Regions from separate parts of the Zea mays genome. Here all the other regions are linked to region 1. Evidence: chromatin contacts called from public Hi-C data. All regions are on one chromosome and are shown on one strand. The core of a region is the stretch at or near the end of the contact, and the rest is flanking DNA. Distances in the headings are between cores, read along the strand shown.

What was found. A called contact is a pair of places that touch in the nucleus more often than the background predicts.
Region 2: a Hi-C map of tassel shows a contact between it and region 1, with 4 times the contacts expected there. The contact joins two enhancer-like sites. A contact is called at or near these places in 6 of 25 Hi-C or Micro-C datasets (bundle sheath, ear, endosperm and 2 more).
Region 3: a Hi-C map of tassel shows a contact between it and region 1, with 1.5 times the contacts expected there. The contact joins the promoter of LOC100191712 here to the enhancer-like site in region 1. A contact is called at or near these places in 2 of 25 Hi-C or Micro-C datasets (leaf and tassel).
Region 4: a Hi-C map of tassel shows a contact between it and region 1, with 2.8 times the contacts expected there. The contact joins the promoter of LOC100279905 here to the enhancer-like site in region 1. A contact is called at or near these places in 2 of 25 Hi-C or Micro-C datasets (leaf and tassel).

The regions. Positions count from the first base shown.
Region 1 is chr5:62,107,766-62,112,808 of Zm-B73-REFERENCE-NAM-5.0, forward strand. It overlaps LOC100274382 (FMN-linked oxidoreductase superfamily protein), which reads right to left. Exons shown (of 3, transcript NM_001148742.2): 3 at 4,366-5,043. The coding sequence ends at 4,623. Among protein-coding and RNA genes, the nearest start is that of LOC100274382, 4.2 kb to the right of the region's middle. Within about 2 kb of position 2,831, at least 19 of the 20 cell types and tissues checked have an H3K27ac peak or open chromatin away from gene starts, as enhancers often do. A contact at or near this core is called in bundle sheath, ear, endosperm and 2 more, where this site is marked.
Region 2 is chr5:61,932,559-61,937,425 of Zm-B73-REFERENCE-NAM-5.0, forward strand. No RefSeq gene overlaps it. Among protein-coding and RNA genes, the nearest start is that of LOC100279905, 39 kb to the left of the region's middle. Within about 2 kb of position 1,448, at least 20 of the 20 cell types and tissues checked have an H3K27ac peak or open chromatin away from gene starts, as enhancers often do. A contact at or near this core is called in bundle sheath, ear, endosperm and 2 more, where this site is marked.
Region 3 is chr5:61,855,692-61,860,618 of Zm-B73-REFERENCE-NAM-5.0, forward strand. It overlaps LOC100191712, which reads left to right and starts at 2,686. Exons shown (of 13, transcript NM_001137141.1): 1 at 2,686-3,252; 2 at 4,408-4,588; 3 at 4,658-4,717. The coding sequence starts at 2,762. LOC103626442 (protein kri1) reads right to left here and starts at 1,234. Exons shown (of 1, transcript XM_008646850.3): 1 at 1-1,234. The coding sequence starts at 1,015.
Region 4 is chr5:61,893,294-61,897,823 of Zm-B73-REFERENCE-NAM-5.0, forward strand. It overlaps LOC100279905, which reads right to left and starts at 2,496. Exons shown (of 12, transcript NM_001361005.1): 1 at 2,114-2,496; 2 at 1,888-2,006; 3 at 1,619-1,725; 4 at 1,439-1,526. The coding sequence starts at 2,309.

The DNA of each region.
Region 1 (5,043 bases), core at 1,581-4,080:
GCATCCATACAAATGCCCCATCCTCCACATGCATGTTGCAGCGAGCTAGCAGCAAGATAGCCTCCCGAGAAGAGGATGGTGGATGCATGCAGTGAGCCAGTCTGCTGCACTGCATGCTTCTCTCTGGCCTCTGGCCTGCTGGGACAGACAGACAGACTACCTCTGCCGCCGCCGTATCTGCCTCTGCCCTTGTGATCCACCTTCTTCTCAACTCCTCCGATGACACCAGAGTTTTCCCTTGTCTGAAACGACATGAATTCCGACTTGTTTGCTGCTGAAACATTCATTTTAACAGCCTGTAATTAAAATGAATGGATGGACGCGTCCTTCGTTCTGTGGTTCGGTGTCAGTAGTAGCTAGTAGTATTTTTAATGGTCACTTTTGCGCTTTCCTTTTCTTTTAATGAAAACATTCATTTTTTTTGTCGTTGATAGGAAACATATAAATAGCCTTATTCGGTTGCGTCTGGATAGAAGAAAAATTGAGAGGGATTAAATATCCTTTTATCCAATTTTGACTAGGGAGAGAGATTTAATCCCCTTCGATTCAGACGTTGCCAAACAAACCCTAGAGATGTGAAATAATAAGGCTTGTTTAGCTTAGCAAATCTCTTAACATGTGGCTAGTTAATTTGTCGGACATATGTGTGCATCTTTCCCTACCTGCCCAATGTCAAGCTTAGCAAGTCTCTAGATCCGAAATTTTTACTCACCGTCACTGGCCGTCGTGGTTAGCTAGCTATCTCACGGGGGGAAAATTTTTTTCTTTAGCAACGTGGTTACACACGCTGACACGCATGGCGAAAGCAGAAGGGACAAACATAGAAACCGATAGCAAGCAGATAGCTTCAGAGATCACTACTGTTGGAAATATGAAGAGGGGGAGGAAAAGACAACACCTTTCCCACCGACTGGCCGGTGGGCCGGCCGGGCTGCGATTCACATTCACATCTTGACTTGTGTGGCTCCGCGAAAGAGGAGTACTTACTTTTTCTTTTTTGATTTGATTTGATTTGATTTGAACATAACGTGAGCCTGAATTCCTGATGCTGCGAGAGATGCATGTGATGATGAGGTTTGAATGAAATACGTACGCCAGCACAGCCTCGCTCCTTCCTTCAATTCCGTGGTTACGCGTTTAGCCAAAGACACGACCAAAAAGAAACAACAGGACATGGCTGTCTCTCTTTCTTTTTCCTTTTTTCAAGAGAGGCCCGAAGGAAGAGAGAAGACCTTTATTACCTGTATTTATGATGAGATGCAGCAGTACTATATATGATGTGTGTCGGAGTGTCAAATTACTACTACTTTCTGCTGGTGACTGATGGGAATTTGGAATTAGAAGGGGGTCACGTGATGGCCTCCCGCTTTAATTTCACTATTGTTGTTGTTGTTACAACATTTTATTTGGGATTCTATATACATGTTTCATTCCAGATGAAAAAGACCAGCAGCTGCATTTATTTATTTATTTATTACTCGCCGCCTGCTGCAGATCTCATCTCAATGCCATTTTTTTGTGGACAAACTAGCAAACTATTTATTATTGTTGTTGTTATTAAAGTTATTATTATTATTATATCCTGCCCGGCCCATCTGGCTTTGTTGGTGTCTCTTTTGCAGAAAATCCGGCGTCTCTGTTACCTTTGAGCCCAAAGCCCAGCCCGTCTCGTTCCTCGGTCCGAGCAGCCTCTTTATTGTTTTTTTTTTCGGACAACCGGCGCGCATGATGAGCCAATCGATTAGATTCCTCGGACGGACGCACATGTCTAGCACTCGGCTATTTCATTTTCAACCAAATATTTATTTGGAAGGTGTTTATAAGGCTGTCTCTGACGGCTTATTCGTTATCTCTCGTACCGTCTTCTATTTCAAACTCAATTCTATAAACAATACAATCTATATTATAAAACAGTGTTTTGAAATGACCATTAAAAGCGATAGCTGACGGTGAACATACTAAGGTAGTGGCTTGGTTAATCTATACTTCTATAGATATGTAAATATGTTGGGGTTCGGTCCGGCGGTGAAAGTCGTCGGCGCAGCGCAAATAAAAACACCATCTTGGTGGGGTCGGAGTTGAGTGTTCATCAGACCGACATAATTAAGCGTCTGGTGTTTAATTATTAAAAAAAAGAAGGAATCAGCACGATGATGGTTCCGCAATCAGTTCCCATGATTAAGAGTGGCAGCGTTCTGCGTAGCACATGACATTAAAGCGCACGGCGCCGAAAAGACACTGTTTGTCTCTTTTGCTTTGGGTGTCCGCCGCTGCCTCGCCCTTCTCCTTTTTGCTAACCGCATGCATCTCTCTCTCTTTCTCTGTCTCTTTTAGTCTTTTTGGAGGAGGAACAAAGAACCAGTGGGGTTTCGAAAGGAGGAGTAGGCCGACAAGTAGCATCGCATCACGTTCTCCTAATGAATGACTAGCATGAGTCAAAAACACCATCCTTTTTTTAAAAAAATACTATTATTATGAGTAAATCTGGGCAGAGCTCGACGTTCAGGTTCAAATGAAAACAAGTAACACGTATACTTCTACTTCTTTTTTTTTGATAATTTACGCTCCTACTTGAACTTGAATCAATGCATACACCACAAGGGGCAGTGAAAAGGAGAAGGTCCTTCTGAAAGAGAGAAGAGGTCAAGAGGATGGATTGTAAAAAGAAAAAGGAAAAGGAGAGAAAAAAAAAAAGGAACCGGTGGTATGTAGTATGTATTAGGGCTCTAGGCACATTTGGCATCCAATCCCAAAATAAAAGCCCCAGCCTCCAGGACACGCCAACGACAACCGTTGGGCCGACGTTCCGTAACAGGCCACGATGGGCCGGACGATACTTTGCCCATGAGAAATCCACTCGTTCGTGGGCCGTGTCCGTCTTGTGAGGATAGACGATGCACCTTCTTCTTTATCTCGGAAGGTACTCATGAGGGAGACGCGTCGTCAAGCAATTAAGTTATTAGAGCAGCTTCCTAAAAAATGACTCATCAAAATCAGTTTTAAGGAGATATCTAAAAAATTAGTAGGGGTAGATTTTAATCCTTTCTCCAACAGATCACTTAAAGCGAACGATTGTTTCTAGGGAGCCCAAATAATTCCTCATATGTACCTACAAATGATGGAGTTTTAAGGGCTATGAAAAAGTTGAGAGCATTTTAGGGGAACAGTTGGAGACACGTTTTTGTGTTTTTCTCAAAAAAAAAACTTGATCTAGGAAAAACTGTTGAAAAGCTCTTGGAGATACTCTTAGGTGCTTATTTTATGGTGTGTTTGGTTTGAGAAATGAGGTGGTCGATCTTTTTCTCAATCCTCACTTTTTTATTTGGTTTGTGGAATAGAATGAGTTGATTTATTACCACCACAATTCTCGTAAGCTAATAACAGTATATACATGAGGATTGAGTTGATTTTACCAAAATTTATGGAATGATGCATCATCTGATGAAGTATAAGGTAGTATAAGGTGATTCTATGAACCAAACACACCGTTAGATTATTATTTGACTTTTTACCCGCTAATAATTTGTATAAACAAACATCTCTAACAAGATTATATAAATTAGATTATATAACCTGAATTATATAATCTATATAAAATAAGCTGGATTATATAATGATGTGTGCAACCCTGGGAGAAGAAGATCTGGGTGATGAACGTTGTGAACGTGGACGCGCCCGACACACTTTCGGTCATCTTCGAGCGCGGGCTGCTGGGCATCTACCATGACTGGTGCGAGTCCTTCAGCGCCTACCCGAGATCAAAGAGGTCAGTGGCCAGCACCACCAGTCTGTCTGTTTTCTTCACATCTTTCTAGCTTGATGACGCACATGGCCGTCTTCTTCAGATGCGCGGTTCTGCCATGGTGGTGGAGGTGGACAGGCACAGGATCGTCAGGCCAGGGGTCAGCATCGTCGTGCGCGACAAGGCCAGCGCCGTCGGCGAGGTGGACAAGCTCCTGAGATCGCTCCACTTGGACGCGCGGCTGAAGGACGACGAAGGCGTGATGTACGCAGAGAAGCCCGATTGGCGGCCGGAGCTCGAAGAAGAGCCGTTGTAATGGCCACCATTTCAGAGTGGCGAGCAGTAGGGTTCTTTTCTTTTCTTGCGTCCACCAGCATTGATAGTACTGTACATGATTTTGTCATTGCTGCAGCAGTAGTATGTACAGTTTGTTCATAAGCATCAGAATTCTAGATTATATTATATACATACATACAGCAACCCGAGTGTCTGATGATAGTTACGAGATTCCATATTGTGTGTACCTTGCACGCCAGACGGCCAGAGGTTCTGTGAAATATATGCGCAGCTGAACATGCGCGCGAACATGTTGGTAATATAGCTTTGTGAAGCGTCCAAAGATAAGTTCAATAGCAAATCCAAATTATCTGAGACCATGTAATGATGTAAAAATGATTTTACATATCAGCTGTTACAACAATGAGGTGAGCCGTTGCACTGTAGCTGCTCAACTCAAAATATGCTTTACTAATCGAGGTTTAATTGTAGTCCAACAATCTCTTCCAGTCTGTACTATAGCAGGTCAAAATTGGTACAAAATGCTTCAGTTTTCATCAATTGCTCCTCTCCAATAATGATAGGCTGCAGATATAAGAACCTGTCAGGCATTGCTAGAGGCTAATGTTTGTCCTAGTGCAGTCTCCTTTCTGTAAAGTGGCACTCTTCCACCGAGGTCCTTCAGCCTCATTACCATGTCATGCAACCATTCGAAGGTGAGCTTGTTCTGCTTATTAAGTTCCTCCCTCACCTCTGGATGCACCCTAAACCAGTCGCCCAACATCTTGTGGACATGGGATCTAACCATTCTCCACGGCACAGGGTACTGCTCACACAGCTTCAGATATTCAATCACAAGATCAGCCTGGTCCAAGCCACCGTCTCCATTCTCGTCACCATCTTCTTTCCATTCCTTTGTCCTGAAACCAGCAAAAACTGCTGGGTTTTCTAGAAGAGTTTCAGCTGAAAGCACACCATCAGCACCAGTATGTTCAAGGCAGTTCTTCACATCCTCCATATGGCGA
Region 2 (4,867 bases), core at 198-2,697, 180 kb before region 1:
GCTTGCTGGACTTGTCCACGCACAGCGATCGATCGATCTCGGCCGGCCGGCGCGCACAACGCACGTCACGTCTCGCTGCGAGACTTAACGCTGAAGGAAAGGGAGAAGTTGAGAGACTTGAGACGCGCTATCCATCGGCCCAGCTGGGTCGTCGTCGTTGTCAAGTCCAAATGACCCAGCCCGTTTCCTCTTGGGAGGATCCAAACTCCAAAGCTAGCCCATATCTGTTCGTAAAAGGGAAAAAAAAAAACAAATCCTTCAGGGCCTACCAAGTAAACCCCGACGGCAGGATGGTGCCGGAAATCATGGAGAACGGCGGTGGTAACTGCACCAAATCCGGCAGTGCCAGCGGCAGGTCTGCACCCAAGGAGAGAAGTTAAATGGAAGCACAAGAGACAGAGAAAGCTACGGGAGGAGGAGGAATAGGAGCTTGCTTCACTAGTTCACTGTACTCGAAGAAGGATTTAAGATGTGTTTGGTTTGAGAAACGAGATGGTCTATTTTATTCTCACTCCACACTTTTTTATTTAGTTTATAGAATAAAATGAGTTGATTCATCACAATCTTATTCCTTATAAGTTAATAATTAGTATATACTCTCTCCGTTTATAAATATATGACACCGTTGACCAATGTCTTATTTTAAAAATAATGAATTATATTTTTTTGTGATTTATTTTATCACTTAAGATAGTTTGTGCTTGAGTTAAAATTTTATATTTTTAATAAATATTTTGAATAAGACGAGTGATTAAAGTTTTTGGGAAAAAAAATCAACGGTGTCATATATTTATGGACGAAAGTAGTACATGAAGAATGAGTTGATTCCACTAATTTTTTTTGGGAAATTTGGATCCATACCATTAAAAGATCACCACTTTGGATCCATACCATTACTATCTCACTTACATGTGGGTCCACATGAGTCAATGCCATGTGGGGTCCATGGTATATATCTAAAGTTTGGATCTTTTAATGGTATAGATCCAATTGTTCCATTTTTTTTGGATGAACTTATAATACATTATCTCATGAAACATAAGGACTTGTCTACGTAATTTTCGAATTAGAGTGGATTGAAATAGTACAAAGTGGATTGAAGTGTAATATGAACTAATTTCCTTTTCTATCCCTTCAGTATACCTCAATCCACTTTAATCCATCCTTATTACTTAAATAAAGACTTAATAAGTAACTCTACAAACCAAACAAAAACCATAAATTCTCAACGGCCTGCAACTGTGGGACGTGCGTAAGCTGATCTCTTGGGGGACGTCGCAGCCTCCGGGTGGACCGCGGACACGTTTTTTTGAAGAAAAAAGCGAAGAAAAGTAGTAGAAGAAGAAAAAAAAACACAACAAATGACACGTGCAACGCGATCGTCGTCAATGGAGGGCAAAATGCAGGTGCTACGAATGGGCTGGGCCTTCGAAGTAACTGGCGGCCCATGGTTCGGCCCAGCCTACGTACCGACTACCGAGTGAACAACGGTGACTGATGACGGCCAGTGGCTGTAGAGAAATGGCTGCAGCTTTGCTTCATCATGAAAACCAGAATAAGACTGTTTCTCTTAGCCTGTAACGACACGGACTCCATCATTAACGACCGTCACATCCCAGAAACTGCCAAGAAAAATGTGAAAGCGCCCATTGCCTGGTCTTCACGCATACAGTCACAAGCATGCTGTGTGTCGTCGTATACTACTGCACGCACTGTAGCTCCCATGAGGCTGAAATCTTCAGCAGACTCCTTATTTCAAACTTCACCCTCTACTTTACACGGTTATTTAGAAATAGCCTGAAGGTTAATAGCTACTACTGTTAGATGATTTTTTTTTTTTTGCTTTGCTTTGCTTTCAGGAACCTACTACTGTTTAGGATGACCTGTTCAGTCTTGCTTAGGCATCTCAGCGTTGTTGTTCTATCCGTGCATCCAGTTTGTTTGTAAATCATCACAGCTACTGCTTGCTCTACGAAACCTTCCTCCGGCTTTTTGCAGAGTGCTGTCGCCAAATGCTATCAGCATTAGTTGCAGCTGCAGGTTTAATTTTGCAGCTCATCTATACAGTCGAGTCGACAGAGCACGCAGCTTTACAATACCGAAACAGCAAACAAGGCCTTCGCTGTTGTTGGTTGTTTGCACAAGAAAGAGATGGACACACAGCCATGGATCGGATCCATGATCCGTCTCCGGCCCTTGCTCCGTTTCCATTTCCTCTGACGACGCGTCCCTCCTACCCGTCTGCGCGCAGATCTTCTCACTGGACGCCACTTCATTCTCCGCAGACGAAAACCGACTCGCCGGACCACCACCACCACCACGTACCCCACCGGCCAGCGCAAATAATTGGGAAAGCGGAGAGCTAGCTGTGGCTGTGACTGTGACTGCATGGTCCAGCAGAGACCAGAGCAGACCAGACCAGACCAGAGCTGCAGGGCAGAGCACGGGCGAGCAAGGACGACGGACAGGCACGCACGCACGCACGCACGAAAGGGCGGGCGGCCGCGGGCTACAGTACAGGGCGGGCGCACCCCCGGCCCTCCCCATGGCCGTGTGCACGTGTGCATGAAACTTGTCCCCCCCGTGGCGTCGGAGGGGACGTGCGGGTGGCCCGAGCTGGCCGGGCGCGCGCGGCCCGCCGGAGAGACACGGCACATGCGCTGCCCTGCCCCTCGCACGGCGTGCGCAGTTCGCGCGCGCGTCGCCGCACTGCTTGCTCCTGCGCTGCGAGAGGTCAGGGCAGGCTCAGGGCTGGCCCCGTACGTGCTGCGTCCTCGCTCCCTCCTCCCAAGCCGTACGTGCTCTGCGGTAGCTAGCACTCGGCTCGCCCAAGCTGCTTTGCTGACCACCCCACCCCAGTCTGGTGTCCGGTTGGGATGCAGGGCAGGAGTTGGAGTTGGAGTTGTCGAGATTGCTTTCTTGCGCCAGCACTGGTATATAAGTAGAAATAATCTTCGTTCGCGTACTATACGACCAGCTGATGAAAGCTTATATATGATTTTGGCTCACCGCGCCGTATTAATTACGCGCCAAACGCACTCGATCGAGAAGCTATCAGGGCAAGCATGGAACAAGCAAGCAAGCAAGCAAGAGGGGCCGGGGGGTGGCAGCATGATGGCAGTTAAGGTACTCGATGCCTTTTCTCCTCTCTTGCACAGGCACAGCAGCAGGCAGGCAGGCCCTGCTGGGAGGCACGCGAAGCGATTATAATTAGGGCAGGCACATATTCTATTCTATTGTGAGCACTACGCTAAGCATCACATGATCACCACCATTTGGAAAAAGGAACAAGTTTGTTTGTTTGTGTGTTTGTGTGTCTCATCTATATATAGCTAGTGGTGGGTACTAGAAGGAGGATGATCAGAGAGAGGCGGGGAGGGGTTAAGATACTGCCTAGTATAGTAGTACTCCCTAGCAGTGATCTTGAGACATGTGCTGCCGCTAATGCTTCATTATTAAAGGGTGAATGCCATTGCATGGGTCGTCGCCGTAGCTAGGCTGCATGCAAACGCGCCCGCCCGCGGTTGTTGTTTAGGCTTTGACGTTTTGCTATATATTTGCTTGCTTTGTGGCCGCGACGACGTTGTTCTTTCTTGCTGTAGTAGGAGTAGGAGTAGTGTAGCTAGCTAGTAGGGAGGGCGGGTGATGAAGCACTGCGATCGAGCCTGCATCCTACGGCCACTGGAGTAAAATTTTATACTACGCTACTAGTAGTAGCTTTTGGTGGCACAGCATATCTTTCAGGGATCACAAGAAGCTACGGTGTGCCTACCCTGTTCATCTGCTGGCCCATTGGAGGCAGGCTTGCTACAGACGGAATCAATGGGACGGGACCAATGCAGACATGGACAACTGATATATATAATTTTTTTTCTTTCAACTTTCGCTTGGAAAATACAGTCTGTGTGTGTATATATATACCGCACTAGTTTTTAGTGTGATGCAATCCGACGATCTTTTATGTGCCCAACGCAGCTTATTTTCAGGAAAATCCCCATAAATATTGCAAATCCAAAAAAAGTGTACAGCCGAAACTAGGTAGTAGGGCCTCTTTGGCAACATTGTTTTCTAAAACCATAGTTTTACAATAATATAGTTCAAACGTAGTTTTGACAGCTCCAAAAGCATCATGGTTTTTTTAGAAACATTGTTTAGATAGTATTCGGAAAAAAATAGTCATGCCGTGAAAACTTTAGGTTGTAGCGGACTTTCTAATACTCCAAAAAAAAAGCAATGGTATCTAGAATAATGCCAAGGTTTTGGAAAAATAGTTTTCATGAATGCAAACATCTTATGGCATAAAATACTATAATGTTACTAAAATTCATGGGATTATCTAGAAACTGTATAAAAAATACTTCACCCTCAAATAGGTCCGTAAATGTGTTCATGTCTTCTCTAAATCGTATGGAGAAGCTCAAGTCCTGCCAAAGAGCTAGCAATGATGCTATGCCAAATTTAATAAGTCTTGGGCTCAAGGGTCCCTACCAACAGGTAAGTATAAAGGCAGCGACAGTATTGAGATCGAGAATCAATGAAACAACCCAACTTTCTTGTTTCTTCTCCACGCTAATGTAGTTTGTCGTATACACACGCACACACCTGCTTGAGATTAATCTGCACATGTGAATAATACTATGTCAGTTCCGCAGAACATGTCGTTCTGGTCTTGTGGAGGTGTTTGGTTTGAAAAAACTAATTTTAGTTCCTCCATTTTAATTTATTTTAGTCCCTAAATTATTAAATATGATGTCGTGTGCGCACACACCTGCTTGAGATTAATCTACACATGTGAATAATACTATGTCAGTCCCGCAGAACATGTCGGTCTGGTCTTGTGGAGGTGTTTGGTTTGAAGAAACTAATT
Region 3 (4,927 bases), core at 1,436-3,935, 250 kb before region 1:
GCTGCTGCTTTCTGCTGCTCTCCTTCTTCCTCACCGAACCTTCAACAACCCTTGAATGTCCCAACACCCGATCCGCCACCACTGCCCCTGATGCCATGGCCTCCTCATGCCGGTAATTATAAGCATGCTCATACTCTTCCTGAATCTCGAGCTCCTCTTCATCTGACAATTCCTGGATATTATCTAGATAGGACTTACTCTTCTCTGTCTCAAGGTACGGCCTCTTAAGAAAAAATTCCTTCAAGAACTTCTCGTTCTCATCCAGCTCCTCATCCTTCCCAAAGACCTCACCAGCAAGGTCCTTTGTCTGCTTCTCCTCCTCGTCCTCCTCCGCTTCGTCGTCAGCTCCTGCTCTAGCCTTTTCCTTCACCTGGAATAAATCGCCATCATCGTCTCCACCATCGCCTAATGCTTCTTTCTGTGCCTCAAGGAAAGCCTCCAATCCCTTCTTCTGCTGCTCGTCATAAGCGATCCTCTCGAACTTGCTGCTGCTCCGGCTGGGCTGCGCTGCGAACTCGGGGCCCTCCTCGAGCAGGTGGCGGGCATTAACGTCCTTGAGGTACAGAGGCTTCTCCTTCTTGGTCTTTTCCTTCTCCTGCTTGGACTCTTCTTGCTTCTTGGCGTCCTCACCTTCCTCGCCGCCTTCCTCCTCCGAGGAGTAGACCTTGGCGTCCTTGTCGAGGATGCGGGGATCGCCGCTGCGGATGCGGCGGATCACCTCGAACATGCGGCGGTCGACTAGGCGCGAGGCAATGGCGGCCGCCTCGTCCTCCTCCTCCGACGACGACTCGGACTCCGACTCGTCGTCGTCGGAGGCGGGGACCAGGCCCTGCTTCCTGCGCTCCTCGAGGCGCTGCAGCGCCTCCCGCCGCTTGTTGTGCTCGAAGCGACGCGCGTACTCCTCGTTGATCTGGATCTTGGAGAGGTTCTCCCCGCTGTCGAAGTCCTCGTCGGAGCCCGACAGGATGTCCAGCGGCTTCTTCTCCATCTCCTTGGACTTCTTCCTCCTCCCCATCTTCTTCAGCGAGCAACGGCTGGAAGCGGCGAGACAACGGCGGCGTGGAAGATGCTCGGGTTAGGGTTTTAATCGATGGAATCGACACGGGCCGAGACTATTATATCTTGCGCGCAACGTTGGTAAACTGGGCTGGGCCTCGTGGAATAGGACGACCCATGGGCTGACAGTACTTCAGAAGCCCAAGTGTAGCAGTACTACCGTGCCGAGCGTTTGCCTTACTCAAAAGAAGAAGAAAATACTAACGTTTGCCTGTCCAACGAAAAAAAACGACCTTTTTTTACGAGGAAAAAACTGACGAGGCGTTTCGATCGGACTTGTGTGGACTGGTCTGGAGCGCGACGCCGACCGGTGCCGAGTGAGATCGCTGTGGCCGGCCCCTCGCGGCCCAGCAGGGAGCAAGTGGCCTCGTGCCCGACGAGCACCTCAGCTTTTGTGTAGCAACTTGCCGAACGCCCGGTCGGCGTCGTGCGTGCGTGACGCACCACGCACCTATAATAATTAACTCTATTATTATATGTTTGGGCGGTGCTCCGTCGTAGGAGCAGCAATAACTGTCAACTGAATTGACACCGTCGGCGTAGTCATTAGCCAAAAAAAACTAAACTTAGGTTCGCCTACAAATACAAAAGCAAAAGCAAAAATAAAAGCAAAAGCAATTTGTTTAGAAGTTGCTGGTTCGCATGATTGATGTGATTATATTTGTATTGACTCACGTACGGCATGGATGTGGTTGAGATCGGATCACGCATCCCATTTGGCATGTGCAAGCAGGATGGATCTCTCGCCGTATGTACAGACGTGCAGTACGTCGTCGCACACGTTGCCTTGAGCTTCGCTCCATTGTCTAAATACTTTATTACAGAGGAAACACATAACACCTATAAAAACTATTAGTTTTATAAAACTTGCCATTCAATAATATCCTAATAATGTTTATTTATTTGGAGTCATATGAGTATGTTCATACCAGTGATCTCTGAATTTGTTAAGAGATGTCGATTAGATTCATAAACTTTAAAATTGTAGTTTTATGTTCTTGAACTGGTTAAATAATATATCATACATCTCTAAGTTTATGAAAATAGTGCATTGCAGGTCTAGATTTGGAACATACAGACCACCGTTATGTCTCATTTAAGTACGAGGAATGTTGCTCGTGCATTTATCTAATGTTATTTTTTAAAATCAATAATACATATTCTCTCCGTTCACATGATTTAGTCGTTTTAATTTGTCATAAGCCAACTATTATCAACTTTGACCGATTACATAAGATATTTTATAAAATTTTACAATATAAAAATAAAACTACTAGAGTCATTATGACTTGAACTACTATAATATATGATTCTTTTAGTTTAAAATAATGTAATCTTATCTATTATTCGTCAAAATTTACATAGTTTGATTTAGAATAATTCTAAAATGACTAAATTATGTGGAGGAAAGGAGTAGAAATTTCAACACATAAAGACACGTGGAGTTTTTAAAAGAAGGAAATACATGACAGGTGAAAACGAAACGATTCTTAAAATTTCCAATAAGTACTCATGAAACTGCGGGGGACAATAGCAAAAACGAAACGGCGACCACATACAAAACAGCGACTCCCTTGTTGCCGGCTATAGCTTTTGCCTCCGTTTCGCTTTGATAAATAAAAGCCATAACTCCCGGCCGTCCATCGCTCGCCTCCCCTCCCTCCCTCCCCGCCGCTGTCTCCGGCGACAGCCAGCCTCATCGTCCATGGCCTCTACATGCCTAGCCCCCGCCTCCCTCTCCACGCCCCTGCTCTCCGACTCCATCGCGCGCGCGCCCGCCGCCAACGGGCACGCCACCAACCACCGACACCACCACCACGACGACAGCGACGGTGCTGCGGCGGTCTCCGTTTGCGACGACGGCGGCGGGGACCCGTTCGCGTTCCTCTCGGAGGACCGGCCGCCGAGGGACCGAGGGCCGTCCCCGGCCGACCCGTTCCGCAACGGCACGCCGGCGTGGGGCGGCGGCGTGTACGCGTGGTCGAGGACGCTGCTGCTCCTGCCGGTCGCGTTGGTGCGGCTGGCACTGTTCGGGCTCTCCATCGCGATCGGCTACGCGGCCACGTGGGTGGCTCTCCGCGGGTGGGCGGACACGCACGGGAGGCCGCGGGTGGGCGGCGGGCCTATGCCGGCGTGGCGCCGCCGGCTCATGTGGATCACGCGGATCTCAGCTCGCTGCATCCTCTTCTCTTTCGGGTGAGTCGCTCGGTTGCTGGATCGCGGGACGCGATCTGGATCGTAGACTTGGTCTCATTTTGATTTGATCTAATCTGGTAGCTAATAGCCGCTGCCTGGCATTTTTTCCCTAAAAAACATAATACTAGATGATTAGATTTGTGTGGTGAGATGGGGCTTTCTAATCCTATGTGTCGATGACGCGATTGTGGGATGCGGGTTGGTTTGCTGGATTTGGAGGGCTGCTATTTCGCAACAACGTGCCTATTTTGTTGGGAGCGCCTCAATGATGTGGTTAGTGGCCTGGTGGGACGATGCTGTAGCGGAAGCTGAATGTCCGTGCGGCAGATGTGTTTATGGCGTGTTGTCGTGTTGATGCTAACTTCATGAATTGCAGCTTTGAAGAGACCAATAGGATTATAGGAAACGAACGGGTTAGAAACGTTGGAGGTTGGACCATTCGTACATGCGTTCAGCTAGGTTACGTCAAGAGCGAAAACGTGTGCACAGTTCAACCTGAGATTCCATGTGCATGTGCATGCTGAAATGAAAGGTGGGGGTGTACCATGTTACAAATAGGAATTTCTCCTGTGGTCCTTCCATCCATTGCAATGATTTCAATAGCCCCGAATGGTGGGCAATTTCTCTTCACTGAAAATCATGGGCAATTTCTCTGTCCTGAAAATCAATACCCCAAATGGTGGGCAATTTCTCTATAGACTGAAAAAATATAGCAAAGGAAAAAAAACAACTATGACTATGGTGTTGTTTGTGTGTAAGCCCGTGTCCAGCAAGTTACCCATATAGTCACCCAAAACATTGTTTTACATTGTAGACTGCACTGTTCGCAGAGCGTAGTTTGAATTAAGAGATGTAATAAGAGATAGAATGTGTAAGTTGCTGGAGATAGCCTTAGCCTTTCAGAATAGTGTAGGAACGACAAGCATTTTGAATCAAAACTTTAGAGCATGGACAATGATTGCCATCTTCTTTTGCTACATGTATTTACTTTCAAAACTTAGTATTCTTCTGGCCATGAAATTGCTTTGTGCACTGTTGCTTTGCTATGTGTTTACGCTGAGTTGATCTGAGTATTTGGATGCATACTCTTTCTCAGTCTCTTTTCTTGTGATGCTAGTGTACACTGTCTGATCTTAGTCGGACACTCCTTATCAGGTACCATTGGATCAGAAAGAAAGGAAGGCCCGCTCGTAGGGAGCTCGCACCTATTGTTGTTTCCAATCATATCTCGTACATAGAACCCATATTCTTCTTCTATGAATTGTTCCCAACCATTGTTTCGTCAGAGTCTCATGATGCCCTACCATTTGTTGGAACAATTATTCGAGCGATGCAGGTATGCATTTTTTCAATTTTCCTACGACTGTCTACATTTCCAAGTTTCTTCTAAGACAGATTTTTGCAGGTTATATATGTTGACAGATTCTCACCAGCTTCTCGGAAGGCTGCTGTAAATGAAATAAAGGTAAAAACCGTTCCTCTTAATATGTGTTGTGATCACTTGGTTGCCTTTAAAAATGTTGCATTGTATTTTGTCACATGTTAGCCACCCCGTTGATTTATGTAAGTTTTAAGTTATTGAATATCACTGCTCTACATTGACTTAATATATGGAAAAAAGTAACAAACAGAAGGATATCTACAAGCTACTTCTTGCAGTTGCCTGCTTTACAGA
Region 4 (4,530 bases), core at 1,246-3,745, 210 kb before region 1:
GTCATTCATAACTATTAAATGTGCCTTAGTGGTTTGCTATTCAAAACCTTAGAGTAATAGGAAGCGATGTATATGTAACGTGTGCATATTCTTTTTTTGCAAAGCATGGAACAACACCGTTTTGATAAGAGATACAGTTCACCGACAAGAAGCAGATAACGAGAGAAACGTGACATGGGTCCATACATAGAGTAAACTACGAAACAGATCCAACATGTAAATATTTTATTTGCTCTATGTTCTTTTGTTCATATCACCATTTGTCTGTCTATTGTTTGTAGTAATTAATTGCAGAGCAAAATGCACAGAATGGATCGTCATACACAGGTGAGTTGTGAGAAGGCAAGATAAATACTGCAGATGAGTATTAATGAACATAACTTTTTTTTGGGGGGGGGGGGGGGGGGGGCATATGTAGTACAAAACGTGGCAGAAGTAACAAGCAGTTAAGTCTAATTGGCAGTAGTAGACAAAATTAAATTCAACCCTTGTCGTATTCGCATATATTTTGTCAAGATAAAGCAGAGGACCTTGCCTTTTTCTCAAACTGAGGATAGCCCCATTCTCATTCAAAAACAGAAACCTTGACTGTTAAATTGATGGACATGGCCGATCAGCTTCAAATTTTCATGGTTTCCTAACTGATGGACACAACCGACCAGATTCGAATTTTGGTGGTTTCCTAATACCCACACAAGGGTACAACTTCTCTATGCAGATGAAGTCAGTCAGGAGGCAACAAGATCAGTAATTAACTTCCCTTTTAAATCTTTCTAGTGCAACCACGTGAGGGCACCAGCTGTAACCAATTAATTGGAAATAATGTTTTTAATTGCACTAGTCCATTCAGAAAATGGATCGTCTCGGTCTGTGCACATGAGTATCTTAAAAAAGATTGTTACGTAGTCTATACAATTTTAGGCAGACATCAATATCGAACCAGAAGTAAATCCTAGATTAACGATCACTTTGCATAAGATAATAAACCTACTAAGTTCTGGAAAAGTGTGTGCCTACGGGCGTGTTTGGTGTGGCGCCTAAGCCGCCACACCGCGCCACACTTTTGAGCCACAAGTGTGGCGGCCAAATTGGGCGCCACACTTGTGGCTGAAAAGTGTGGCGCGGTGTGGTGGCTTAGGCGCCACACCAAACACGCCTTACGTGTGCATGTGCACGCACACAGAGACCTACCAAGGCAATGGCATAGGGCTTTCTACTATTACTTAAAGAATTAGTTGTATCAGTTGAAACTTGAAAGTATAATTTTTTTAAAAAACTAGCTTATAGCTACATCAGATGATTTAGGTAATAGATTACAATGATAAAGTGAGTGCAAAACTTAGAAGAAAAGATGGCGTGCACAAATTTAACTGAAAACAGCAACATGACAAGATACCACAGGCCTATATCATTTTTGCTAAGTGGAAAGACAACACACCTGAGGGTCCACTATCCATCCATGGTATAGCGGGATATCAAGAAGATCAAATATAGCACGTTCTCGGGTGAACTCAAAGTCATCAATCCTGCAACGTACAGGCCGCAGTAAGCGTCAAAATAAAACTATAATCACAAGTGCAGGTGACAAACCACTGGTCAACAAGCTAAAAACCCTTACTTCCTAAACATCACATTCACGTCAATGCCTGTTGCAAGGCGCGGGAGAAGATCAATGGCATCCGCGATGTTCTGCTCCCGGTTGCAAACATACTCCTCGTCCTTATCCTGTGAATTGCATCTCGAAATCATCAACACACCAAGAAATGACACGGCCAGCAACCCTAATTAGATTCCAGCCGGCAAGCTGCTGCTGCAACCCAACACAAGACCGTCCCGCATTGATCGACCGAACACGAAGCCCCGATCTTGCAAGAGATATAGCCGAACCTGTCCGGCAATGTTGGGGTCGATGAGGCGCTCGGCCACGAGCGAGAGCAGCTTCTGCTGCGACACCTCGCCAGCGTCAGGGTTCAGACTGATCACATTCTTCAGCAGCAGGACGTTACCTGCACACAGGCGCACCGGTGACATCAACATCGCAGGAAGCCACTAGGCACGCGGCGAACTCGTGAGGGTACGGAGTCGAACGAGGGACTGGAGGGAGAAAGCTCACAGATGGCGAGGAGCGGGCAGGGCCCGTTGTCGTTCTGGTAGACGATGGGCGTGCGTCGCCCGAGGAAGTCGACGGCCCTCGTCCGGTGCATCACCTCGTGTGGCTCGGCGGGTTGGGGCAGGTGATGGGGATCCGCCTCCGCCGCGCCCGGCGGGGCCACCGGCGAGGGGAGGTGGGGCGATGGGTCGGACGACATGGGGCGGGTCTCCCAAGGCGTTCGCCGCGACGCGGAAAGGAGGGAAGTCGCCGGAACCCTAACCCTATGGCGACGCCGCGGGAGGAGGCGAGCGCGTGCGGTGTCGACTAGTGGATTGGAGAAGGCGAGGACGGCGGAGATGGGGAGGCAGGGGAATAGAATACGAGGCAGTGGGTGGGAGAAGGTGGGCGGAGCGAGGGTGTATTTAGGAAAAGAGTATCTATATGTAATTTTGCATATTAATTATTCATTAGACCTTCGGTTATTCTAATTTTATGTAGATTAGAATGTATAGGACGTGTTTGGTTGTCTGCATGTTTGTATTGTGGTATGTAGATAGCTGCTATTTGGTTGCTTGCATGTTTGCATCGTGGGATGTAGATAGCTGCTGTTTGGTTGCCTGCATGTTTGCATCGTGGGATGTAGGTAGCTGTTGTTTGGTTGCTGTGAGCCAGGCTCTATGCGTGCTAGCTTTATGTTTGGTTGACTGCACGCAGATTTGAATCCAGGCTCGCACGATCCTCAAAGTAGCCTAGGCCAGGCTTTCCAGATAAGAGTAGATTAGTCGCATCTCCGAAGCCAGACTCCAGCGGTCCTAGCTCACACAACTAGACTATTGAAAGAAGCCAACCAAACAAGCTTGAATAGATTGAGATGGATTTTGACTTGCGATGGATTTAAACCGACTCAATCTTAACCAATGCATATGGATCATCCATGTGCATCGGTGGGATTGAGTCAGTTTAAATCTATAGTAAGTCAAAATCCACATCAATACATCTCAATCTCCTCCAATCCATATGGAATGGAAATAACCAAACAAGGCCTTAGTGAGTTTTATTTGGATTTGGTGTCTTAGTTTTGAGATTATTCATGTTTGGCGAGTTTTAGGGGCTCTAGTTTTGATGATTGCCATTGATGTGGAGGCGGTAGTGCTCTTGTTGAGAGTTCGTTGCTGATAACACAAGTCTACAACAACGCGGGTGCAACGACTAAAACTAACGAACTTAACTAATCCAAAGTAGGTTTTCCTTTTAAAAGTACATGTACCTAATGTATTTATATAACATGTTCATTTTGTTCTCAATGAAAAAATAATGTGAAATGACTAACATGTTAGTGGTCTAATGAAAGATCATGATATCAACCCTGGTGGTGGTGATAAAGCATCTAAATGGGACAAATGTAAGATAAATCAGATAGTATAAAGGAGTAACAACAAGTATTAGTCTTGAAAAAAGAATTGTCATAAAATATGTGAGACAGATAAGAGAGGGTGCTTTTGTTCTCAAACACATGAAACATTGTTTACCCTAGGTTTAGTTGTCTATGAAGTTTGTTATCCATAATGAGAACACAGAGAAATATCCTTCAATTTTCGTCGTTGATGTAATGTGGTGAATAACATGGAAAGATTATGGGATTGCCAAATCGTTGCACGAATCAGTCTTTTTTCCTATACTGGTAGGAAGAATGAGTCCTTTACACCTACGTTTGCAACCAAAACAATTATTACAATCTATAATCGTAAGATAATAAGCGTCATGTGAGCTACCTTCATTTGTCGTCCAATGACTTTTCAAACAACCTCTACACATGGCTTTAGATCAACAATAGTATCTGTTGGGTGTTTTGGTGAACTAACTTCTTAAGTGATTAGGCTCGTGTAGTTGTTGCTACCGACTCTTTTTAGATTACATGGTAATGCATATCAGAGTGTGTCGGGGACCATAATTAGGGGTACCCCCAAGACTCCTAATCTCAGCTGGTAACCCCCATCAGCACAAAGCTGCAAAGGCCTGATGGGCGCGATTCCGGTCAAGGCTCCATCCACTCAAGGGACACGATCTCGCCTCGCCCGAGCCCAGCCTCGGGCAGGAACAGCCGACCCAGGAGGATTCACGTCTCGCCCGAGGGTCCCCTCAAGCAACGGGCACACCTTCGACTCGCCCGAGGCCCAGCTCGGGCAGGCTTCACGGAGAAGCAACCTTGGTCAGATCGTCACGCCAACCGACCGTATCGCAGGAGCATTCAATGCAAGGATCGCCTGACACCTTATCCTGACGCACACTCCTCAGTCGACAAGGCCGAAGTGACCGCAATCACTTCGCCCCTTCACTGACCGACTTGACAGGAAAACAGCGCTGCATGCCCTGCTCCGACTGTTGTGCCACTCACCAGAGTGAGGCCGACAGCAGCTAAGTCCAACCTCGGGCACCAT